2 separate regions of the Oryctolagus cuniculus genome follow, and region 2 is linked to region 1. The links are chromatin contacts, called in public Micro-C maps. All regions are on one chromosome and are shown on one strand. The core of a region is the stretch at or near the end of the contact, and the rest is flanking DNA. Distances in the headings are between cores, read along the strand shown. Region 1 overlaps LMOD1 (leiomodin 1). Region 2 holds the start of TIMM17A (translocase of inner mitochondrial membrane 17A).

What was found. A called contact is a pair of places that touch in the nucleus more often than the background predicts.
Region 2: a contact with region 1 is called in a Micro-C map of ear pinna, with 3 times the contacts expected there. The contact joins the promoter of TIMM17A here to the enhancer-like site in region 1. A contact is called at or near these places in 3 of 6 Hi-C or Micro-C datasets (ear pinna, psoas muscle and an unstated tissue).

The regions. Positions count from the first base shown.
Region 1 is chr13:17,808,163-17,813,086 of mOryCun1.1, reverse strand. LMOD1 (leiomodin 1) reads left to right here. Exons shown (of 3, transcript XM_017347865.3): 2 at 1-982; 3 at 1,623-2,323. The coding sequence ends at 1,649. Among named protein-coding and RNA genes, the nearest start is that of SHISA4, 6.7 kb to the right of the region's middle. Within about 2 kb of position 2,191, at least 3 of the 8 cell types and tissues checked have an H3K27ac peak or open chromatin away from gene starts, as enhancers often do. A contact at or near this core is called in ear pinna, where this site is marked.
Region 2 is chr13:17,857,174-17,862,097 of mOryCun1.1, reverse strand. TIMM17A (translocase of inner mitochondrial membrane 17A) reads right to left here and starts at 2,346. Exons shown (of 6, transcript XM_002717598.4): 1 at 2,269-2,346. The coding sequence starts at 2,294. LOC108178224 (a long non-coding RNA gene) reads left to right here and starts at 2,444. Exons shown (of 4, transcript XR_011381330.1): 1 at 2,444-2,578.

The sequences.
Region 1 (4,924 bases), core at 942-3,441:
GAAGCGGGGGGAGGAAGGCCAGACAGAAGCGTCCCCCGCCGGAAAGGAGGCCAAGGACGAGAGCAAGACCAAAGCACCTGAGAAGCAGGCCCCCACGGCGCCCCCCAAGGCCGCTGAGGCCCCAGCCAAGGCCGAGGAGGAGGCGGCTCCCAGCATATTCGATGAGCCGCTGGAGAGGGTGAAGAACAACGACCCGGAGATGACCGAGGTGAACGTCAACAACTCGGACTGCATCACCAACGAGATCCTGGTGCGCTTCACCGAGGCCCTGGAGTTCAACACCGTGGTCAAGGTGTTCGCCTTGGCCAACACGCGCGCCGACGACCACGTGGCCTTCGCCATCGCCATCATGCTCAAGGCCAACAAGACCATCACCAGCCTCAACCTGGACTCCAACCACATCACGGGCAAGGGCATCCTGGCCATCTTCCGGGCGCTGCTGCAGAACAGCACGCTGACCGAGCTGCGCTTCCACAACCAGCGCCACATCTGCGGCGGCAAGACCGAGATGGAGATCGCCAAGCTGCTCAAGGAGAACACCACGCTGCTCAAGCTGGGCTACCACTTCGAGCTGGCCGGGCCCCGCATGACCGTCACCAACCTGCTCAGCCGCAACATGGACAAGCAGCGGCAGAAGCGGCTGCAGGAGCAGAGGCAGGCGCAGGAGGCCAGCGGAGAGAAGAGGGAGCTGCTGGAGGTGCCCAAGGCTGGGGCCCTGGCCAAGGGCTCCCCCAGACCTTCGCCCCAGCCCTCCCCCAAGCCCTCCCCCAAGAACTCGCCCAAGAAAGGGGGGGCTCCGGCCGCGCCCCCGCCCCCGCCCCCTCCCTTGGCTCCGCCCCTGATCATGGAGAACCTGAAGAACTCCCTCTCGCCCGCCACGCAGAGGAAGATGGGGGACAAGGTGCTCCCGGCCCAGGAGAAGAACTCGCGCGACCAGCTGCTGGCCGCCATCCGCTCCAGCAACCTCAAGCAGCTCAAGAAGGTAGCTGTGTTCGTGGGCCGGGGCCACGGGCTGGGTGGGCAGGGGTCCGCGGGGGAGCTCAGGTCAGGCTGCAGGCACGAAGCCAGGCCCCCACCTCCAGGCGGCCCTCACTCGTGTCTCCCTCTGGGTCCTCCAGCCTCTCCCCTGCGCCCCGCCCCCCCGCCCCGCCGTGTCTGCCTCCTGCAGCCTCGGCAGAGTTGTCCCCCTCAGGCCCTCCTTCCTTTGAGCCTTCTCCATTCCCTGAGACAAAAATGCTCTTTGTCCTACCAAACCCTCTCCCAGGGCCAGCCAAGCCCCACATGTCGGGCTCCCCCAAGGAGAGTCTGCCTCTGTGGAGCCTGTGCCATGGACGCATGCGCCGTCTCTGGGCTGGGCACCTGGTGCCCGGAAGCCCTGCCTGCTGACAGCGGCCTTGGTGCTGTGCCCCAGCCCTGGCGCCGTGCATTCAGGACCAGCTCCGCTGTGGCCCCAGGGCCAGGGGATGGACGGCGTCCAGTTTTCACAGGAAAGGGGACATGGTGCCTGGGCGGCACCCCTGGCCGAGGAGGCCGGGGCTCCGCCCTTCCGGGGGAGGAGCCGAAGGGGGCAGCAGAGGGCCCCTTGCAGCCTCCTCTGACCTGTCTGTGCTCTGCCCCTGCAGGTGGAAGTGCCCAAGCTGCTGCAGTAGGACCAGGCAGCCGGGCACCGTCTGCCCGCGCCACGACCGCCCGGGCCTCACCTCCCAGGGCCACACGGCCCCCACCCACCCACCCCGGCCCCGCTGCTGCCGCCATGCGGGAGCTCGAGGCCTGGGCCACGCTCCAGGAAGGATGCCCTGTCTCTCCCCACTTTCCTGTTCTTATCTCTGAGGCTCTCCGAAACCGCTTGTGTACCTGGAGCTGAGGGTTCCAGGCAAGAAGAGCCCTTGTAGCTCATCGCTGAGAAGACGGCACCACCCGGGGCCCGCACGGCTGGCAGCCACAAGAGGCCCAGGAGCCACGAGAGGAAAGCTGTGTCCACGGCCACGCCCACCCCAGCCCCGCCGCCCTCCAGGGCCAGGATTCAGACCTCTGAGGAGCCCTCGGACAAAGCTGTTGGGCAGTGGCAGGTCTGAGAGGGTGGGGGGCCCACAGGAGAGCAGGAGGGGCTGAGGAGCCCCCCAGCCTCCCTCTGGTTAGCCCTGGCGGGGACAGCCTGCCTGGTGGGGAGCGGGTTCCAGCGGGAGGGGAGGGGCAGGCAGCAGCCGGACCAGAAGGTTCGATGCCAAAGCCGATGTTTGCCGCACACCCACTGCTGTTGTATAAATAGCTGTGTATCTGTTTCCATAAGATTTTGATAATATATACAAGCCGTTAGCCGTGACTGGCTGTGCCTCACCTCTCTGCTATGCCCAGGGCCCTGATGCTCACCCTCGAAGAATCTAGAAGCTCAGGGGCCCTGCCGTGCCTGCCGAGTTGACCAGGAAATGAGCGGAGACTCCCCGCCCGCCCGCCCCGGCTGCCCAGGCCCAGGAGGCCAGGCCTGCTCCCGCAGCGTGCTGCTGCCTGGCGTCCACGGCCAGAGCTGGGCTCGGAGGTGCAGGCGGGGTGGAGGCCGGCCCGGGGTGCCTATATTAGGCCTGTTCCAAGGATGCTCCTTCCGTGACTCTTCCTGCCGTGGGCTTGGGGCCAGCCTCTAACAGCAGTCACAGGCCAGCCGGGCAGCAGAGAAGCCGGGCAACGGCGTGGGGAGCCTACTCGGCCCCCGGTCCTCCCCGCGGGTCCTAGCTCACTTCCTGCGCCACCGCCGCCCTCTGGCCCCACAGCACTGCCCTGCACGCCCACCGTCTGCTGCATGTCAAAGGCACCTTCCCGGCTCTCCTGGCACGAGGATGCGTGGCAGCCTTGGCACCGGGGAGCCGCCACCTGTATGTGTTTTCCACTGCAGGTTGTTCTGCCTCCGCGGCTTCTCCATCTTGGGGGTGGGGTCGGGGCCCTTGCTGGGTCTGGACAGGCCTGAGGACCCAGACCCCAGGGGCACTCTGCACCCTCTCGCCCTGCACCCCCGTAACCTGTGTCTGGGCAAGGAGATGGAGAACCTTGCTGGCTCCTGTCAGGCTAAGGGTGTTAGCTGGAACCAAGCCGGGTCAGCGCCGCCCACTACCCACAGCCACAGGCAGAGCTCAGGCCTTTAACCCTACCTCGCAGTCCCCCTCCCCTGCCCCAAAGAGACTGCCCATGGTGTCTTAGGAAGGCGTGGGAAGCCCTAACAGAACCCCAACAACGGAGCTCCAAAGGAACCTGTCACCTTAGGAAGTCCTGCCAGACTCCACGCAGGATTTAGCCGGAGGGAAAAGCCACGCCCCACCGTTCCCAAGCAGCAAGAGCTGCTGTTCCCTTCCTGCACTCCTGGGACCTAGCGGTGGGGTGATGTCATCGGTCCGCCGGTGCATTTGAACCTGAGGCGGGAGCGCAGCGCCACCTGGAGGCGGCCGCGTCCCGGGCTCTCATCCGAGGAAGCAGGCAGGGAGAAAGGGCGGTCAGGGGGCTCCGGGCTGTCTGGGGGGCGCCGAGGGGCGGGCTCGGCGCACGGCGGACACTCGCTGAGCTGGGAAGGGGCCACACTCCTGCTCCCGACGCCGCCCCTGCCCCACCCGCGCCGGCAGACTGTCCGGCTTCCCTCCTGAAACCCACTGGGAAAGAGCCAGACGGGGTCTGCCCTCGCCCGGCGCCTGGATTTCACAGGGGAGAACACCCGCTTCAAAGACCGCAAATGTCCAGGTGGATGAATCTGGACCCAGCTCAGGTCTCCCGCCAGCGGGCCACCCCGCCGACCCGAGCCCGGCGCCCGAACACCTACGCGCCCCGCCCCGCGGCCATGCCCGGCCCCTCCTCCCCGTGGAACCGCCTCTCCTTCCGCTCCCGCTGCCCCGGGCTCCTTCCCTCCACCTGCCCGCCGGCACGCGCCAAGGCTAGCACCAAGATCGAGGCTAGACCCCGGCCGGCCGAGGTCGCCGCCTTCCTCGCTGTCGCGGGGTGCGAGGAGCTGCGGCCCCGGGGGGGCACAGTCAGGTCTCTGCCACGCCCGCGGCCCACTTCCAGGCCGGGGACGTCACCCGCGAGCATGCTCCGTTCCACGATCGCGGGTCTGGTCCGGAGCGCCCTGCGCAGTGCCGGGCTCTGAGGTCAGCTGGGTGCAGGCTAGGCCTGGAAGCCCGCGGGGAGGGGCGCGCCGCTCTGCATCCTGGGGCTCCCTTCCCCACCCCTCCTCCTCCCTGGGGCCTCTGGACCTGTTTCCATGGAGCCTTGCCCTAGCACCATGCGGCACCTGCCCTGGCTGCCCCACCACACCTGTTTGTTTCCGTATAAGAACGCCCCCTTCTCATCTATGCCTCCCAGACCCCTCGAGATCCCCTCCCAGGTACACCACCGGGCCCCCAGCCTTTGAGAGCTGCAGCCTCTCCCTGCCTGCCCTTGTCAGGTGCCTGCCTGGTGTTCAGGGGAGGGTGGCTGCGGCTCGGTGCCCTCCTGCCCTGCTTGGCGCTCCGTGCCCCACGGTGCCTGCGCCAGGTGGGAGTGCTCAAGTCCGCGGCAGCCTCGCTCCACCACCGTCCTCCTCATCCCCCTTGTTCTCAGAATCCCCTTGCTCTCAGCGCTCTGATCTGAACTGGCAGGACTGGGGCCCCTCCACACCCTCCCCCCTGCAGCTGGAGCTGGCTGCACCTGCCTCCTCCCCCGCCTGCCAAGCAGTTGTCCGCTCCAGGAGGGGTCGCTCTGACTGCCCCGCCTTGCGCTTCCCCCTGGACGTCACTTCTGTCACACCTGAGCTTGCGGCTCTTAGCACATGCAGAACGTTTATCCTGCACATCTCCCCTCCTTGGCTCCAAGACGAGCTGGGGCCCAGGACTCCGAGGACCCGCAGGCCCTGAACAGAAGGTGGAACCCCCCACACACACACTGCCCAGCTCTGTCTCCACCGGCAGCA
Region 2 (4,924 bases), core at 1,097-3,596, 49 kb before region 1:
TATGTAAATTTCTTTTATGCAGTCAAGTGCTTTACAATGCATAGAAAACCATAACTTCCAAGAAAGCTAGATTTCTTTCCTACAGAATCACTGATCTTTTAACTCTGAAAAAAGAGTATTTGTCTCCTCTCCATTTTACAGATGAACAGACGCTCCGAGATTAAACAACTTGTCAGAAGTCATGTAGGCAGTACCTAGGAGAACCAACTTAACTAAAATACAGTTCTCCCGAGCCCCCAAGCTCTTCTCACTTCATCACGCAGCCTGTGTGTTCTAGGAAAATGAAGTCTTGAGGATCATTAAAGCCACATGATTTATCATATGGTGCTGGAGGTAAGGAAAGCAATTAGGAAGCTATTGTAAAAGGCATTAAGGGCATCAGGTAAAATCCTGGTCAGAGGAACCGAAAGAAAGAATTTTTCAAAGACTACAGACTGCACATACTGGGGCTGGGGCTGGGGGGTTCTTCTAGTTCTGAGCTCGATGACTTGAGGAAGTGCCAAGGGCAATCAGATCAAAGCAGGGGCTTGAACTGTGGCTCAGCGGGGCAGGCTAAGCGGAGGCTTTTCAGGGCACTGGTTCAAGTTCCAGCTGCTCTGCTTCTGATCCAGCTCCCCACCAATGTGCCTGGGAAAGCAGCAGATGATGGCCAAAGGGCTTGGGATTCCTGTGAGGGGCCAGGCTGGAGTTCCTGGCTCCTGGCTCAGCCCGGCTCAGCCCTGGCTGTTGTGGCCAACTGGGGAAAGAACCAGCACGTGCAAGATCCCTCTGAAGCTCTGCTTTTCAAACAAACAAGTAAACCTTTCAGAAAAGATGAGAGCAGCTTTGACTACTAACTAACTGGGTAACTACCGCACTGCTCCAGGACGTATGCACCAAGGGAAAGCACAGGGGCTGCCTGATGATCTGGTAAAGGAAACCCATCGTTCTTTATGATATCTAACTCAGCAATGTCAAATCTTCTATCTCCCTGCCAACCTGCGCTCTGCAGCACATCCAACAGCAGTTCGCGGTGTGCTGAGGTCTGCGCATCTGAGCAGGATTTAGGAGGCTTTTTTTTTTTTTTTTTTTTTTGACAGGCAGAGTGGACAGTGAGAGAGAGAGACAGAGAGAAAGGTCTTCCTTTGCCGTTGGTTCACCGTCCAATGGCCACCGCGGCCGGCGCACCGCGCTGATCGGAAGGCAGGAGCCAGGTGCTTATCCTGGTCTCCCATGGGGTGCAGGACCCAAGCACCTGGGCCATCCTCCACTGCATTCCCTGGCCACAGCAGAGAGCTGGCCTGGAAGAGGGGCAACCGGGACAGAATCCGGCGCCCCGACCGGGACTAGAACCCGGTGTGCCGGCGCCGCAAGGCGGAGGATTAGCCTAGTGAGCCGCGGCGCCGGCTTAGGAGGCCTTTGAAGAGAGCAGGAGGGGCTGCATCGTCTTATACATGGGGTGGGGGGCGGCATGAAGCAGACCACAGGGCTACCAGGTAGTCATTTAAAGGCCCGGGCACTTCCACAGCTTGAGGACACCTTGGTTCCAGCCCTCACACAGTAAACAGGTGCCTAACCCAAACACCAAGAGTGATTCCTCACCTAGGCCCTCAAAGAACAAGGTGAGGCTCTGACAGCGGTTCCACGCTCCATAATTACGGTTTCTGCTGACTTAGTTAAGCTTCTGTTCCCTGAACCTACCCGAGCGCCAGCGCAGAACCTGCACCCGATGAACGCTGAATTAATGAACGAGTCTCTGCTCATGGCTGTCCAGAGCACACACGCTTTTTCTATTTTCCGAATAATCTTGTGAAGCCCACCCCCTTCCCCACGGGAGAATTCCAAGCAAGAAATCGAGGCTCTGTCCTACTGAAGCTCATCCCAACACCTTGCGTAACGCCCGTCTGCAAGGCCCCAGAACGGCACTGGTTCGAGGCTTATCTCCTCCCTAGCAGAGGGACGTGCCCAAGGTCACCTCGGCGGGCACAGGAGACTGCTACTGGCCCCACACGAGGTCCACTGCGCCCTGCGTTGGGAGGACGTTCTGAGGCCCTGTCAAGCCCAAGCCTGGACCTCCTCCCCACCCACGGCCAGGTCCCAGGCGCTGGGTCGGGTGCGGCGAGGCTCACGCGGCCGGGGACCGGGAAGCCGACGGGCCGTTCGAGTCCCGACTGCCCATGTCCAGAAGCCCGCGGCGGAGTTCGGCAGGCACCCTGGGAGGCTGTAAAAGGGAGAACGAGGGCCGTGGGCAGGGCGTAAAGAGAGGCAAGGGCAGCGGAAAAGACTCACCAAGGCTCCCGAGCGTACTCCTCCATCTTGACTCCAGTGGCGCGAGAGATGCCGGGCAAACTGGGTGGAGCCTGACCCCTGCGGCGGAAGTGATCCCGAGAGGGGGCGTTAAGGTCTATGAGGATTGGTTCGCGGTTTCCCGCCGCAGCCAATGGGAGCGGGGAAGAATGTGGGCGGGGCGGGGCCCTTGTCGTGGCCGCTCTGGCCCCGCCCAAGTCCTCGAAGGCGGCGGGTTCGCGCCCTGTGGGCGGGGAGCTAGCGAGTGACGGAGTTCTTATTACAGCAGTCACCCGAGGTGCCTTGGCCTGAGGTAAACCTGGTGTTACTCCGCTAGGGTTCACCGTTTCTCCGTTTCGGCACTTGTGCTGTGAACTCTGAACCCCTGGATGGGGAGGTCCTGCTACCGCACGCCGCGCCTCCAGGGCAGCCAGCGCCTCGGTCCTTTGTAGTGCGAGCTGCAGGTGCGGGTGGCGCCCTCGACCTGCGGGACAAGGCTCCCCTCCCGTGGGCCCAGCCCCGTGGTTCGGGCAGCTCGCCTGCATTCTGCGCTTCTGCAGTCGACGTGAGAGCCCCCTGGAAGCTTGGGGGTGAGGCAGGGAGGCGAACCCAGCGCCGCAGAGCTGGCGGTTACCAGCAACGCGGGGACAACCTCGTCGGCCGCATGGCCTGTTGGAACGCGTGCGCGTAATTGAGAACGCTCTGATGAATGGTGCAGGCCGAAGAGAGGCTGTGGGAGAGGGGTAGCATGGAAGCCCAGAGCGGGAATGCGTGTGCAGCCAGCCCCCCAGGCCCCGTGGGCGTGAGGCCCTGCGCAGAGGGCCGGGGATGTTTTTCCTGGTCTCACCAGGGCCCCCAGGCCCCGTGGGCGTGAGCCCCTGCGCGGGGGCCGGGGATGTTTTTCCTGGTCTCACCAGGCCCATCCTTTAGCTTGCTACCTGCCTGAGCGCTTATTCCATATTCATTACCCAGTCCTCTGGTTGTCTGGCTCTGACCAGATTTCCATATAAAAGAGCAAGCCCTTGGCGGTGCTGCTAGCTGTTCTTGTTCCTTGGTGGGCAGTGTTGGTTTATGTACCTGTGCTTGTTGTATTTTTCTAAAGCCTAAAAAAAGTATTCATTTGTGTGAAAAGCAGAGAGAGAGAGAGAGAGAGAGAGAGAGAGAGAGAGAATCTTCCATCTGCAGCAACAGTGGAGCTGGGTCAGGCCACAGCCAGGATCCAGGTACTTGAGCCATCATCGGCTGCCTCCCAGGATGGTTGTTAGCAGGAAGCTGGACTCGGGGGAATAGCTGGGACTGAAACTCAGAGAGTGATGTGGGATACAGGTATCCCAAGTGGAATCAACCACTGTGCCAAACACCTGCCCTTAAAATTAATTTTTTGAAATTTCATTTTCTTTTACTTATTTGCAAGGCAGAGAGCCAGAGCGCTCTCCCGGTTGCACTGTGATATGGGTGCAGGTGTCCTAAGCGGTGGCTGAAGTGACCGCACCACAGCACTGTCCTGAGTTTATTTCCTTTGACTCAGTAATCAGGGATGGCCGCAGATCTCCAGAGGGACGCGGCCAATCAGATGCTGGGTAGCTCTGTGTTATGAGTGTTATGAGGCATTGGCTCCCCGCTTTGCGAAGTTTGAGAAGTCCCGTGAGCGGTCTCTGCAAGCTGGAGACCCAGCGGTAGAATTCAGGCCAAGACCAAAGGCCCGGGGCCCAGGGAAGCCCACGATATCAGGGCACATCCTCCTTCCTCAGCCATTTATCCCACTCGGGCCCTCGGTGGATTGCCTGCTGCTCCGGTCCACTGGGAAGGGCAGTCTGTCCTCCTGAGTCCACTGTTCTCGGCCAGAGACCCTCAGAAACACCCCTGGCAAGAGCACGTGATCTGGGCACCCCACGGCCCATGCGGACACATCAGTCGGTAACCTGCACAGGGAAGAGACCGAGTTTCAGAGTTCACAAGCAGAGGTCCGGACACGAGCACTGGTCCCCGCTCCTGGGTCCTCACAGCCCCTGTCCTGAAGGACCTCGCTCTTCTGGGAGGCCTTGCTCCAGAGGCCAGCGAGCGGCCTCAGACATCTCACTCTGGGCTCACTTTCCACTGGAACAACTCTCTCTCTCTCCCTCTCAAATGAACAAATACTTTTTTTTTTTTTTTTTTTTTTTGACAGGCAGAGTGGACAGTGAGAGAGAGAGACAGAGAGAAAGGTCTTCCTTTGCCGTTGGTTCACCCTCCAATGGCTGCCGCGGCTGGCGCGCTGCGGCCGGCGCACCGCGCTGATCCGATGGCAGGAGCCAGGAGCCAGGTGCTTTTCCTGGTCTCCCATGGGGTGCAGGGCCCAAGCACCTGGGCCATCCTCCACTGCACTCCCTGGCCACAGCAGAGGGCTGGCCTGGAAGAGGGGCAATCGGGACAGAATCCAGCGCCCCGACCGGGACTAGAACCCGGTGTGCCGGCGCCGCAAGGCGGAGGATTAGCCTAGTGAGCCGCAGCGCCGGCCCAAATACTTTTTTTAAAAATTTATCTCTTTAAGAGGTAGAGAGAGAGGTCTTCCATCTGCTGGTTCATTCCCCAAATGGCCACAATAGCCGGAGCTGGGCTGATCCAAAACCAGGAGTCAGGAGCTTCTTCTAGGTCTCCCACATGAGTTCAGGGGCCCAAG